Linked DNA regions of Sus scrofa: region 2 is linked to region 1. The links are chromatin contacts, called in public HiChIP or PLAC-seq maps. All regions are on one chromosome and are shown on one strand. The core of a region is the stretch at or near the end of the contact, and the rest is flanking DNA. Distances in the headings are between cores, read along the strand shown.

Region 1 (6,783 bases), core at 1,712-4,211:
TAATGCTGACTTTGCCTCTTTTACTACTTGTAATTCTGCCCAGGAGGAAGCAGATAAATTAGCAGCATAATTAAAAATACTTACATGTCCTCAATGCTAGGTATACCTAACCTGGGTTATCTGTTTAACCTTCCTGGTTCAATCTCTCCTCCCCCTCTCTGGACCATCCTAAGCCTCAGGGACTCTACTTGTCAGCCCCAACTAAATCATGACAAACCTGTTTGGTATTTGCTCAAATATTTCACATACATCAGTGAAACGGGAGAAAGATGCAGTGGAAGAAAAACCTGCTAAATAAACATGCCCTTCAAGCTCCCAAAACCTCAGAGACTATTGCCTTACAGAGATCTCTCTGTTAGAGAGCATCTATTTGGGAACAAACTGAAACCTTCTGAAAACTCCAGACCCAGGGGAGAAACTGAAACAACTCCTGAACAGAGAGCCAATCAGATTAAAACAAGGTCTTTTCTGAGCTGATTAGGTCAGTCTGGAAAAACCCTACTAGGCTGGCCAACAGTATCCAGAGATGATTCATCCAGCTAGTTACCCCAATACCCTTTTAACAGCAAATTTATGGATTAGCAAATTTCACAGCAATAAGCAAACAGATAACAAGAATTCCTTGAAATAATTTTACTTCCAAGCTCAGCAAATCTAGATTCCTTAAAGCAGTGCTTCCCAATAAGAATCACCCAAAGCAAGTGTTAAAAATACAAATTCCTGGGTCCCTCTCCAGAGTCTAAGCAAGAATCTCCAGAAGTGGTTTTTTTTTTTTTTCTTCTGTATTTTTTCTTTTCTAATCCGAGCCACAGCTTCAATTTACACCACAGCTGCAGCAACACCTACTGCACTGGGCCGGGGATCAAACCTGCACCACTACAGAGACAATGCTGGATCCTTAAACTGTCACATCACAGCAGGAACTCTGGCTCTGTGTTTTCAGCAAGGATCACATATGATTCTTTATTTTTTTTTCTTTTTTTCTTTTTAGGGCCACAGTTGTGGCATATGAAGTTCCCAGGGTAGGTGTTGAATCGTAGCTGCAGCTGCCAGCCTATGCCACAGCCACATGGGATCTGAGCCACATCTTCAACCTATGTCACACCTTTCTGAAAGGCCGGATCCTTAACCCAGTAATGAGGCCAGGGATTAAACCCATGGCCTCACGGGCACTATGTCAGGTTCTTAACCCACTGAGCCACAAAAGGAACTCCCAGTTGATTCTTAACATCCAGCAAATAAGCTTTGAAATGAGACAAATGGGTTAAAAATCAACTTGGCCACTTATTGGTGGTGGGATCCTACCTAACATCTCTGCAACTCACTTCACCTGCAGAATGGGCTCACCACCTACCTTGAAGTGTTCCTAGAATCCAGTATGTTCACAAAACCCCTGGCACATGGCAACCAAACAAGAAATCAGATCTACTGCTACCTTAGGAAAAAACAAAACAAAACAAAAAACAGCCACCAAAAGCCGCCCAGATGAAGTCTATAATGAAATTTTTCTACCTAATGGAAATTACAAAGGCACCAAGCCAGACTTCTAAGATAATCTAGGAATAAAAGCTTTTCTGGGCACTATGACTGCCAAGAACCTTCACTTTAGGGTTGCAGTGTCTCATCCCAAGTCTTCAGTCCTATCCAGAATCAGAGTTCAGGCCTGTGCAGGGTCTCGGCTTTGGACAATAGCCAAAGAAAGTCTTTCCTTCCCAAATCCTTGTCACCACCACCTCAAGCTCTAGGGCTGACCATCACAGACCCGAGAGCCCGGTGGCAGCATCCTGGCTGCACCAGTAGGAAATGGGACTCCTGGAAAAGAGGCAAGGAGCCAATGAAGACGGTGGAAAAGGCCTGAATCAGCAATGGTATTACTGGGATACTGAAGTGAAAGGAAGTGCTTCTGTGAAGTTTCCAGAGCTAAGGGTGGACATTCCAGGGTGAGTGAGCCTAGACAGTGGGTAGCTGAGAAAGCACTGACTCGTCTCAGGGGCTGAAACCCTGAGGTGTAGAGTCAACTCTGCCAATAAACACAAACACACACACACACACACACACACACACACACACACCACTGCTCTCTGAACTCAGGAGAACCAGGTACATACTGGAGATACACACACACCAATGCCCTTTGCACCCAGCAGGTGCAGGACTATGCACTGGTCAGTGATGCTGAGCAGTCTAAGTCCAGGTCCAGAATAAAGGATAAGAACGACCCCAAGGCTGAAAAGCCACATTCTCACTGCCCTGAGAAATGACATAGGCCAGGGAGTTAAAGACCTGAGCGCCCCTCAGAACCCACTAAGCGGCACTCCTGCTGGCAAGTCAGATCCCACTCTTAGGCCTGTTTCCCCACCTGCACAACGGGTAAACCTGTTCTAACGTCACCAGACTGGTGACCAGCAAGACGCTCAAGTACGAGGAAGGGGGCGGGGCTGGAGGCGCAACCTGCGCGGGGAGCTCGGGCAATGCCTCTTTCCCTCCCTCCCGCCCTCCCACGGCGAGGGGCCGGGGCGCCAGCTCTCAGCGGGAGTCACGCGCCCCTTACGCCCAATCACCAGCTTCTGCCGGAGTGAGGCGGGCAGGCGGGGGTGAGCTGGGAGCGATTGCCAGCGCCGCCCCCATCCCCATCCTTGCCCCTCCCCGGGCCCCAGCTCACCTACCCCTACCGCGGCCGCCGCCACCGCCGTCGCGGGTTAAATCGCAGCCGGAGTCCACACTTCCGGGGTCCTGGAGGCCCGCCCCCCCGCCGGATGTGACCCCCCCTCCAACGTCCGGGCGCTGGGAGCGAGGCCAAGCCACTCGTCCGGCAACACGTCGGGCGCGCTGCGGGCCTCAAAGTCACCACGATACCGCACCCCCGCCCCCAACACATATACACTCGCTGCCAGCCGGGACCACACCCACGACAGGGCCCACGAGACCACACCCGCGCGCAGTGGACGCCCGGCCCCGCCCCCCGCAGGCCATTGCCCCGCCCCCAGAAGGGGCCGCCCATTGGGCGGAACCCAGACGGCCCTGAGCGAGTGCGCCTGCGCAGGAGTCCAATGACTTTGCTGGCAGTCGCTAGAGGCTCCCCTAGATTTAACCGAGCTCGGCCTTGGGAAAGCCGCTAAAGCGGATCAAAAGAGCCCCGAAAGGAAAAGAATGGAATCCCAGCACCGAAGGGACTCCTTAGATGTCTGAGATCAGACTGCGGAACCCCAACGCAGACTAGAGGGATCACAGCCCTAGGTGTCCCCTCGCAAACAGCAGTCTCCTGCCAATATGGCAGGGTCCTGAAAACAACTCTGAGTAGTTTCTCCAAAAGTAACCTGTTTCCCAGGGCCGTAGGTTACATTTAGTCCATTCTGTGTGGACTAAAATAAAATAACAGACGGCCTTATACATCCTCACTTGCCCAGAATTACAAGGCTGATGTCTCGTGAAGCAAGGTCCTGACACTACTACCTCTCTCTTTCCTTGGCAGCTTGTACTGGACAGACAACCAGGCCTGGAGGCGAAGTCCATTACCTGTTTGGCCTCCCAACAGCGTCTGTTATTGCAGCTTTGTAAGAATAGGACCTCAGGAGGAGAGCTGCCATAGACCAAGGAAACCGGCCACCCCAATTCAAAACCTTATTAGATGTTGAATTAAGACCATCGTTGCTAGTGACAGAAATCCAATTCAAAGCAGCTTCTGCAAAGTGTAAATTATTGTGTCACTTAACAATAAAATCCAGGGGTGATGGTAGTGCCAGGAACAGCAATATTCAAGGCCTCATTCTCCTAATTTGACTCTGTTCTTTTCCTTTCCGCAGATAGTCCCAAATTTTCTATTTCAAATGCTAGAGAGAACGGATCTGATTGGCTAAGATAATCCCCATTGCTCCAAGTGGGCAGAATTTACTTTCTTGCCTCCTCAAAGGCTGTCAGGCAGCCTATGAATTAACGACCATTGGGTCAGGTGATCACTGTTCTCCAATGAATGGTCACCTCTTAGAGTACAGGAGAGATCAGTGAGGAAGGCAGTCTCAGCTATTTGACCCATCTTGAGACACCAGTACCGCTTTTGAGAGATGCCATGACTGGTTTTGCAAACATTTATTTCACTTTGAATATGATGTCAGAGTGGCTCCCATTGACAACAGCTTCTGGAAAGCTGGGTTGAAACTCTTTCCAAGGGGTGCGGAGGGCCAGGGCAGATGACTTTAACCTTTAGTTATAAGCCCTTTTGTGCTATATACTTTTTAATCCTGTATTTTATGACTTTTTGGGGTAAAACATTAGAAAACAAAGATGGATTGTCTTGAGCTTATACTTCCACTTACTGGTACTGTGTCAGAACTTGGAACGTGGGTGTGATGGCTGGAGCTAGAATAGTCATCCTGAACCATGAGGCAACCATGAGACTAAGGGCATACCTGACCACGTAATAAAATAGAAGGAGTATAACACCATGGAGCCCAATGACACTGTTGGATGCCCACTTCAGGATTTTTATAGGAAAGGGAAATAATCCACCTTTGTAAGCTGCTGTTGTTTTGAGTTTTCTATCACTCACATCCTTTGGGTCTTAGACTCCATTTCTGGAAAGCTCCTCTCATATCCCCAAGACTGGGTAAGTGCCCCCCTTCTATGCTCTTCAAACACTCCATATTTTTTTCCTTTCTTAGAATTTACTACATTTTTCTGTAACGGAACAGTAACTCTCCCTGCATAGCAACTTCTATAAGGACAGGCAGAGACTGTTTTATACATCATTTGACACAGATGCTAGAAACTTCTAAAACAATAACAATAATAACTTGTGAATGGGACATACACAGAGGGTGTTGACAAACTACTCTCTGAAACAGTTGGGTCATTGCCAAGTCTTCTTATGGCAGGGGCGGGGAGGGTGTGGTGATGATGCTAGCCCTTCTGAATAACTAAAGATAGAGAATTAGAGCAAAGGAGGTAGGGGGAGAAAGTGGTGGGAAATTCAAGTCATCTGGGGCAGTTGGCATTAAAAAGGTGTGCTCTTTCTGCCTTGTTTCTTTCTGGTTTCCCCTTCTAGCTCTTTCAGTTCCTGTGGCTCTAGACCCACCCTCCCTGATCCCAGTCCCCTATCACCTGCACCCATGTCCCTATATACCATGCCTCGATTATACCCAGTTTCATCCACATTCAGAATGGCCCTGATACATGCAAAAAAAGAGAGAGAAAGAGAAGCCTGCCCCTTCCTCTCTTTTCTTGTCCTTTCATTCTATGTACTTTCACTGCATAGCTGTCCTGCTAAACCTTGTGGATATAAAGGTGAACACCACCATCTCTGGCCTCAAGGAAGTTGCATTCTTGGTTGGGATTTTAGAGGAAAAGGAACTCTACCTATTCCAAGACATCTCTTCCTGCAGATGACCTTGATCAAGAACAAAAAAAAATATTAAAGTAGAACTAGTCATTGTGTTCCTACCTGCTTCTAAAAAGTGCTTGTTTAGGCCTTGGCATTGGATCTTGTTGGATGCTGGTGGACTGGATGGAGAAGGGATGTTAACGGAAGTAAGGAAGGCAGGACAGGTAGGTCTGAGTGTGAGGTAATAAGGACAAGATATTGAAGAAGCCGAGGTATTGAGAGAGATTTAGGAACTGAGCTGGAAAAGCAGATTTAAAAGAAGTTTTGGGAATTCCTGTTGTGTCTCAGCAGTAATGAGCCCAACTAGCATCCAGGAGGACGCAGGTTCGACCCCTGGCCTTGATCCATGGGTTAAGGATCCGGCATTTGTCGGGAGCTGTGGTATAGGTTGCAGACACTGCTCAGATCTGGCATTGCTGTGGCCGTGGTGTAGGCCAGCAGCTACAGCTCCAATTTCTCCCCTAGCCCAGAAGTTTACCATGTACTATGTATAATCTCCAATACAGAATTCAGGAGATCCTCAGTGAAACCTTTGTCTTTTTTTTTGGAACACAAGTCAGATCTATCTAGTTGGTTTCTCACTCCTACCACCTTTCTCCTGACTGCCGCACTGTGGTTCAGCCTGCTTGATCCAGACAAGTTTTGTGTCTTTGAGGCAGGGGCTGGTAGCTGCCTACAAAATTATCTATTCTCTGTCTTTCCTTAAAAACAGAATATGTTTTGTTATATAGCAACGTGCCCAGTAGCTAAAAGACTGAATTTCTCAACCTCCTTTGCTATTAGTTATAAATGGGTGACTTTGTGATATAAGCAGAAGTATAAGAAGAATTTCTTGGAAGACTGCTTTATTTATTTTTTTTTCTTTTCTTTTTTTTTTTTTTTTTTTTGCTATTTCTTGGGCCGCTCCCGCACATGGAGGTTCCCAGGCTAGGGGTCAAATCAGAGCCTACGCCAGAGCCACAGCAACTTGGGATCCGAGCTGCGTCTGCAACCTACACCACAGCTCACGGCAACGTCGATCCTAACCCACTGAGCAGGGCAGGGACGAACCCGCAACCTCCTGGTTCCTAGTTGGGTTCGTTAACCACCGCGCCACGACGGGAACTCCCTGGAAGATGCTTTAAAGGAGCTAATTCAGCTGAGAAATGTGTGTCTTTGCCTTCCCCACCTTCTTCTTTTTCTTCCTTTTCTTTTTCTTTTTTTTTAAATTTTATGGCTGCATCCATGGCATATGGAAATTCCCAGGCCAGGGATTGAATCCAAGCCATAGCACCTATAGCAACATCAGATCCTTTAACCCACTGTACCAGGCTGGAGATTAAACGAAATCTCTGTGGCAATCAAAGCCACTGCAGTCGGATTCTTAACCCACTGTGCCACAGCAAGAATCCCCCACCTTCTTCTTA
Region 2 (6,617 bases), core at 98-2,597, 290 kb before region 1:
TGAGCCTGTGGGTGGAGCCCCTGAAAGTGGCCCGGAAGGGAGGGACTGACACGGGATTACAGCACAGGGATGCAACTTTCTGACAACAGGGAAGGGTAGTGGAGTAGCAGAGCCAGCGCCTAACCCTTAAGTACCCTTGGGATTTCAAAACGCTAGATTCATCAAGATATGTTGTGGATGCCGTGTGGCACCAGCCAAGGGGTGAGAGGTCTTAAAGGATCCTCAATCCACTTTTCCATCCTCCAGGAACCTTGCCTATGTTTTCCTCCTCCTCATCTCCTCTTGATCAGCAGTCAAGTCACCTTGCACCCCATCTGACAGTTGGAAGAGTGACTCGGCAGGTGGGAGCTGAGCTCAGTGCTGAGGGCCCTGGCTGTCTGCCTGGCCTTCCTCCTCTGCCCCCTGAGCACCTCTGGACAACTTCCCAGGCCCACGCATAACCCCTCAGCTGAAGAAACAATAGTGTCTAAAAGAAGCTGCTGGGACAGCGGAACCAGGACCCTGGGATGCCTAAGCGCCATCCCCAGGAAGTTCCAAAAATACACTAGGGAAGAGCTGGGGTACATTTGGGCAACTGCCAAGATGTTCTTCCTAAGAAAGGCGTCTGCTCTGAGTGACTCAAAGCCCCCAACTGGGTGTCACGCAAAGGAGGGAGGAGACAAGTTCACATACTAGGGCAAGGACCGCTGTCTTGGCTGAAATAAAACCCAGAGACAATCCGACCTCTGTTTCTAGAACTAGGGCAGAAGGGGTACCAGAAAAGGTGTGCAGAGGGGCTGAGGGCCTGGGCATGCCGCAGATGGTGCATTTTACCCATACTCCAACTTCATGCAGAAAGCTGAAAATGTTGCAAAGGAGAGCCATCGATTTTACATTTAGGCATAGGATGGGAGAAGAGAAAGCAAGGATTACTTTTAACACTGGGCTTAAGAAATTTCCCACCTTCAGGATCTGCCAAGTAGCATTCACCCTGGCAGTCAGGATGCTTTGGCAGGATCATTTTATATACACTAAACTAGTGTAAAAGCACCCGTGTTACAAATGAGAGAACTGAGGCACAAACTGGGTAGGACCCCTAACTGCAGAGGAGTTACTGGCAGTTTTCACCCAGCCTTGCCTACGAGCTCCCTGGATCTTTTCCCAATCCTCTTCTCTCCCGAAAACAGGACCCCTTTTCCTTCCTCCACCGGCACACTCTTTTTCCCCGGAGACTGGGTTCGCAGGAATGACAAACCCCGATCTGAAGCTGACATTCCTTCATCAATCGCGTGTAAACGTGCCAAAACGCTTTGCGCATGCGCCTAGTAAACCCAGGCCCCGCCCGCCCCGGACTCCTCTGTACCCGCCTATCTGCCCATCACCAACATGGCCTCCGCAGCAACAGCCCCTCCTGCCCTACACAGACGTGGCGTCTCCTGACGTCATAGGACGGCGCCGGGAGTCCCAGAAGCTGCACGTGGGCTTGGATTTAGAAACTCTGGCGGTGCCATGGATACACCTCTCAGGCGCAGTCGGCGGCTGGAAGGACTAAAGCCTGAATCCCCCGAGAACCCCACCCCAGTTTTGCAGGCGAGACGGGCCCTTGTGGAGCTCGAGTCGCACCCAGAAGAAGCGAGGGAGCCCGGGTCTCCTCGGAATGTGCAGCCACCAGGTTTGGGGTCCCCCAGACGTCAGTCAGAGACAGCTCCAGTTTCACCCAGTCTACAGGAAGGGGCAGGCTTGGGGTCCTCCCAGAGACAGCCAGAGCCGGGCCCAGGGTCCCCCCAGCGTCAGCGAGATCCGGGTCTGGAGTCTTCCCAAAGGCAGCCGGAATCGAGTCCTGAAACCCCAGGACTTCAGTCAAAGCCAAATGGGGAGTCACCAAAGTTCTCCCAGGACCAAGAAGCGGATTCGGAGTTGGCCGGGAGTAAGGCGGAGCAGACCCCGGAGTCTCCCCAACATCAGCTGCAGTTGGGCCCAGGGTCACTAGAGCCTTACCCCGGTCAGCAAGCGCCGGATCTGGAGCCCTCGCAGCCACTACAGGAGCTGCCACTGCAGGAGCTGCCACTCCAGTCACCCGGTTCCCCACAGGATCAGAACGAGCCAAGCAAGCCAGCTCCATCCAGGGAAAGGGGGAGAGACGTCCTCGGGCCAAAGAAGCGAGAAAGTTCTTCAGTCCAGGCCCCAGCGTCCAAAAAGCAGAAGAAAGAGGAGGTTCCTGTTATCCCGAAGGGGAAGCCCAAGTCTGGGCGAGTGTGGAAGGACCGCTCAAAGAAGAGGTGAAGTAGGCGACACCTGGGCGGGCATGGGGTTCTGTGTGGTGCTTGGGCCTGGGCACAACCTGGGGATAGCCCCCTGGGTTGGAGAGCGCTCACAAAAGTGGGGGTGTCACACAAACAGGTAATTATAATCAGAATGTGGTAAGATGCACCGGGATGTTGGGGAGGAATGCCCTCAGTGGACCTCTTCTCATCTGTGTGTTCATTCAACACACATTTACCCTCGACTCTGCCCTCTCTAATAAGGAGGCAGAAGCAAGTAAAACAGTATTTACCATTATGTTACATTTTTTTGCCTTTTTAATAAAAGGCATTACCAAGTACTGACAATATAGAAAGCTGCTAAGCCCTCTAGTAAGGATTGGTTAGGGGAAGGGCCTTTCAAATGGTAGAAGCATGCATCTTGGCTTTTTTTTCTTTTTTCTTTTTTTTTGGCTTCACTTGCCTGCAGCTTTCGGCAGCTCCCAGGCCAGGGATCAAACCCGGGCCACAGCAGCAACTTAAGCCGCTGTGGTGACAATGCCAAATCCCTAACCCACTGCCCCACAAGGAAAACTCCTGCATCTTGACATTTAATCTGCACATCAGCCCCATGAAGCTGTTAGGATTATCCTCGTTGTACATACGAGGGCACCAAGGCTCAAGGAGGCTGCATGAGTGGTAGAGGCAGAAGCCGAGCACAGATTGGATTCCAGAGTCCGTGCATGGAAGCCCTTTACCTGTGCTCTGTAGATCTGCTGTGCATTGGATTACAACCTTCTAAAGGGTAGGCATGACATTTTGTCTTGTCTTGCTTGTCTTTCTCTGTGGCAGACAGCAGGTGCCTGATTAAATGCTTGTTGAGTGAAGGAATGAAGAGGCTCAGCTGAAGAGGGAAGTGAGGAGAGGAGAGGTGGGATCCAGTTCACATTTTTAGGTAGTGGGAACCACTGGGCAGTCAGGAATTCATGGCCAGAAGGGACCATCAGGGAAGGCAGTGATTTTAAGGAAGAAGCAGACATTTCCCAAGAGTTGACTGTGTGTCAAGCTTTGGGCTAGGCCTTTTGCAGATGCTATGTTGTTGAACCCCTGAAACCCAAGGCAGGTATAATCCCTCCCCCACCTCCTCCCCCATTAAACGGAGAAGAAACTGAAATTGAGGGAATAATTTGCTACAAGACCCCAATCAGAGACTTCGAAGCTAGACTCTAGACTGTTGGACTTAGAAACGTGGATGGTGGCATGGCCCCTCCGCCTTGGTCCCAGCAGGTCCCAGAGAACAGTGAGGCCACTGATGGCCATGCAGATCCAGATGAAGGGGTTGGCTCAGTGGAAAGAGGGTGATGAGCAAGTTGAGTGTGGGACCCTGGGCCTTGGTACTCGGAGGGGGCGGGGAAGTTGAGCTCTCTGAGCAAAAGGGGGCTGCACCCATGCACAGGCCAGAAGAGAGGGTCGGCAGAAGACCCCAAGCAGCGAGAGAAAGAGGCTATTTTGTCCCAGATCCCACCGTGAGCTGAAACCCTTCCCGACTTCCTTCTTCCCTTGGAATTGCGCTGCCATCCTCTGCCATCACTGAGAACCTCCCCCACCGCCCTTCCCGCCATGTCCCCCGCTGTAGGTGATGCTCCCTCCCAGCTCAGGGCCTTTGCACATGCTGTTCCTTCTGTTGCAAGGCTTTTCCCCTGACTAGTCCCTGCCCATCTTTCAGGGATCAGCTTAAATAGCAAATTTAAATATTAAATATCCCCCTGGGAAAAGCCCTCTTACCCTGGGAAAAGCCCTCTTCGTCCAGCCCAAGCAGGGTTCAGTCCTCAAGCTGTGTTATCATGGGGTGGAACTTCTCTTTTGTGACACCCCCCCATTTGCAGAAATGCCTGTTTACGTGTGTGGTTCTTATTGGCTGCCAGCTTCCCTGTAGACCAGAGAGTGGGGTTTCTCTGCTATGGTGAGATTTCCCTGGCCCAGCACACAGCAGGCACTGAGCTGAACAAGTTGATAAGTAAGAACAGAAAGTAGTTCGTTCTTGGAGTTCCTATTGTGGCTCAGTGGTTGACGAATCCGACTAGCATCCATGAAGGCGTGGGTTGGATCCCTGGCCTCACTCATTGGGTTAAGGATCTGGCGTTGCCCTGAGCTGTGGTGTAGGTTGCAGATGCAGGTCAGACCCCGCGTTGCTGTGGCTGTGGCATAGGCCGGCGGCTACACCTCTGATTCCACCCCTAGCCTGGGAACCTCCATGTGCCACCAGCACAGCCCCAAAAGACAAAAAAAGACCAAAAAAAGAAAGAAAGAAAGTAGTTTATTCATTCAACCAACTTATATGGCCTTTGAGCAAGGATCTGGGGGTCAACATGGCTGTAAACAAAACACTCCAGTTGTGAGAAACAGGTAACCAACATGTCATAAGAATGTCCATCGTAAGGACCGTACAAGAAAATGAACCACGGTGGGGACTGGACAAGAGCAGGGGGTGCAGGGCGTTGTCACAGTGACCAGAGATGGCCTCGCAGCCACAGGGACATGCGTAAAGGCCTGGGTGAAGACCTTGGGAGACAGCATCCAGGCAGAGGGACAGAAGGTCCGGAGGCCTTGTCACTGGGCACGGGGAGAGCAGTGGGAGGTGCAGGAGGTCAGCGGGGTCTCGGCGCCAGGTCCCGTGGGCCCTTGCAGGGACCTGCATGCGCAGCGAAGCTGCGGGAGGTGTTGAACCGCAGAATCATGATCTTACATCGAAAGGACTGGCCTGGCCCGTTGAGAACAGACCATAGGAGGGCTGAGGGGAGAGCAGGGAGACCAGTAAGGAAGCTGCTGCAGTAGAATTAAATTCTAAAGACGCTGTGCCAGGCCTGTGGGTATGGGCCCGAGGGGCCGTCAAGTGGACGTTTGGGATCCTTGAGGAAGCAGCGGGTGGGCGTGTGAGCCCTCGAGGCAGCCCCTGCTGTGGGAGGTGTCCCAGCAAAGGCCCATATGGAGGGAGGGAGGCAGTGCGGCTGGGAAGGCCCACCTCCTGTGCCCAGGCTTCCCTGGGTGCAACGCCTCCCATCTCTGAAGGGTGGATTTACTGGGCCCCTTCTGTATGCAGAGCCCTGTGCTAGTGCATCTCCAACTCTGAGCCAGTCCTCCCAGTACCCTTTGCAGTGAGACCGGTTCTTGTCTCCATGTGACACAGGAAGGTGCTGAGACAGGCTGCACTGCCCAAGGTCACATGGGCACAAAGTGGTGGTGGCTTCAGGCCTGGGAGGGAGCCCGCCTGCCTTCAGTCTCTAGGCGAAAGCAGTGCTCTGATGCCGCACTGCCCCAATACCTTAGCCACCAGCCACTTGTGGCTAACTACATTTAAACTGATTAAAATTAGGAGTTCCCGCTGTGGCACAGTGGGTTAAGAACTTGACTGCGGCAGCTCAGGTTGTTGCAGAGGTGCAGGTTGGATCCCGGGCCCAGCACAGTGGGTTGAGGATGCAGCGTTCCACAGCCGTGGCTTAGGTTGCAACTGAGGCTCAGATTCAGTCCCTGGCCTGGGAACTTCCATATGCCGAGGGTGCAGCCATCAAATTTAAAAGAAGGAAAATATGAAATAAATCAATTAAAGTTAAAAATTCCCTTCCTTGGTCACCAGCCACATTTCAAATGCCCAGCACCAGTGTGACTTGAGGCTGCCTTATTGGACAGTAGATAAAGGGCATTTCCACATTCCAGAAAATTTTGCCTGGCAACACTGCTCGGGAAGATACAGCATTGTGTCCTGCCTGTGGCTCTGTGTGTGTCCTGGTCCCCGCTGCCTCGTCCCTTTGGGGTTCTTGAGCCCCAGTCTGGGATGCCCAGCTGTAAAGCCAGGGAGAAAGGCAGCCCCGCCCTTCTGTGCTTAGGAGGCCAGGTCTTCAGCAGCGGGCCCTTGGGGGAGGGGGGAAGAGCCGTGGGGGGTGTGCTGGGGTCAGGCAGGCAGAACTGGGGGTTGGGGGTGAGGAGCCTTCCCCAGGGGCAGGAGCGGGCTCTGCCCGGTACCCACCGCAGCCCTCAGGGGCTGACCTGCTGTGGCAGTTTGGGGCACCATATATTGGATGTGCATAAACAGGAGCCCTTTTGAAAGTCAAGAAATTGATGAGGGCGGCAGAAAGGCCACCACGAGAGGATCTGCTGAGGAGGAAGGAAGGCCTGTAGGACCCCCAAGCAGGCTTCAGATTGTTCGAGGAGAAGGTGCTTACAGGGAGGGGGAGCATGGTTTCATGACCCCCAGACCCTCATCGCCAGCCTCAGCAGCGCTCAGCATTTTCCTGGTCCAGCTTGCTCTGGCTCCTCGACATTTTTTCCTTCTCCCTGGAGTATTTCACAGCACGTCCTGGATAACGACATAGGTGCTGGCAGTGTGCATTCGGACAGAGG

Evidence for each region. HiChIP or PLAC-seq counts read pairs in DNA pulled down with a chosen protein or histone mark.
Region 2: a contact with region 1 is called in an H3K27ac HiChIP or PLAC-seq map of alveolar macrophages. The contact joins the promoter of CCDC86 here to the promoter of VPS37C in region 1. A contact is called at or near these places in 3 of 47 Hi-C or Micro-C datasets (heart right ventricle and liver) and 1 of 2 datasets of contacts at active chromatin or transcription factors (alveolar macrophages).

What each region holds. Positions count from the first base shown.
Region 1 is chr2:10,610,376-10,617,158 of Sscrofa11.1, reverse strand. It overlaps VPS37C (vacuolar protein sorting-associated protein 37C), which reads right to left and starts at 2,961. Exons shown (of 6, transcript XM_021082961.1): 1 at 2,667-2,961.
Region 2 is chr2:10,900,926-10,907,542 of Sscrofa11.1, reverse strand. It overlaps CCDC86 (coiled-coil domain-containing protein 86), which reads left to right and starts at 1,347. Exons shown (of 4, transcript XM_003122668.4): 1 at 1,347-2,258. The coding sequence starts at 1,489.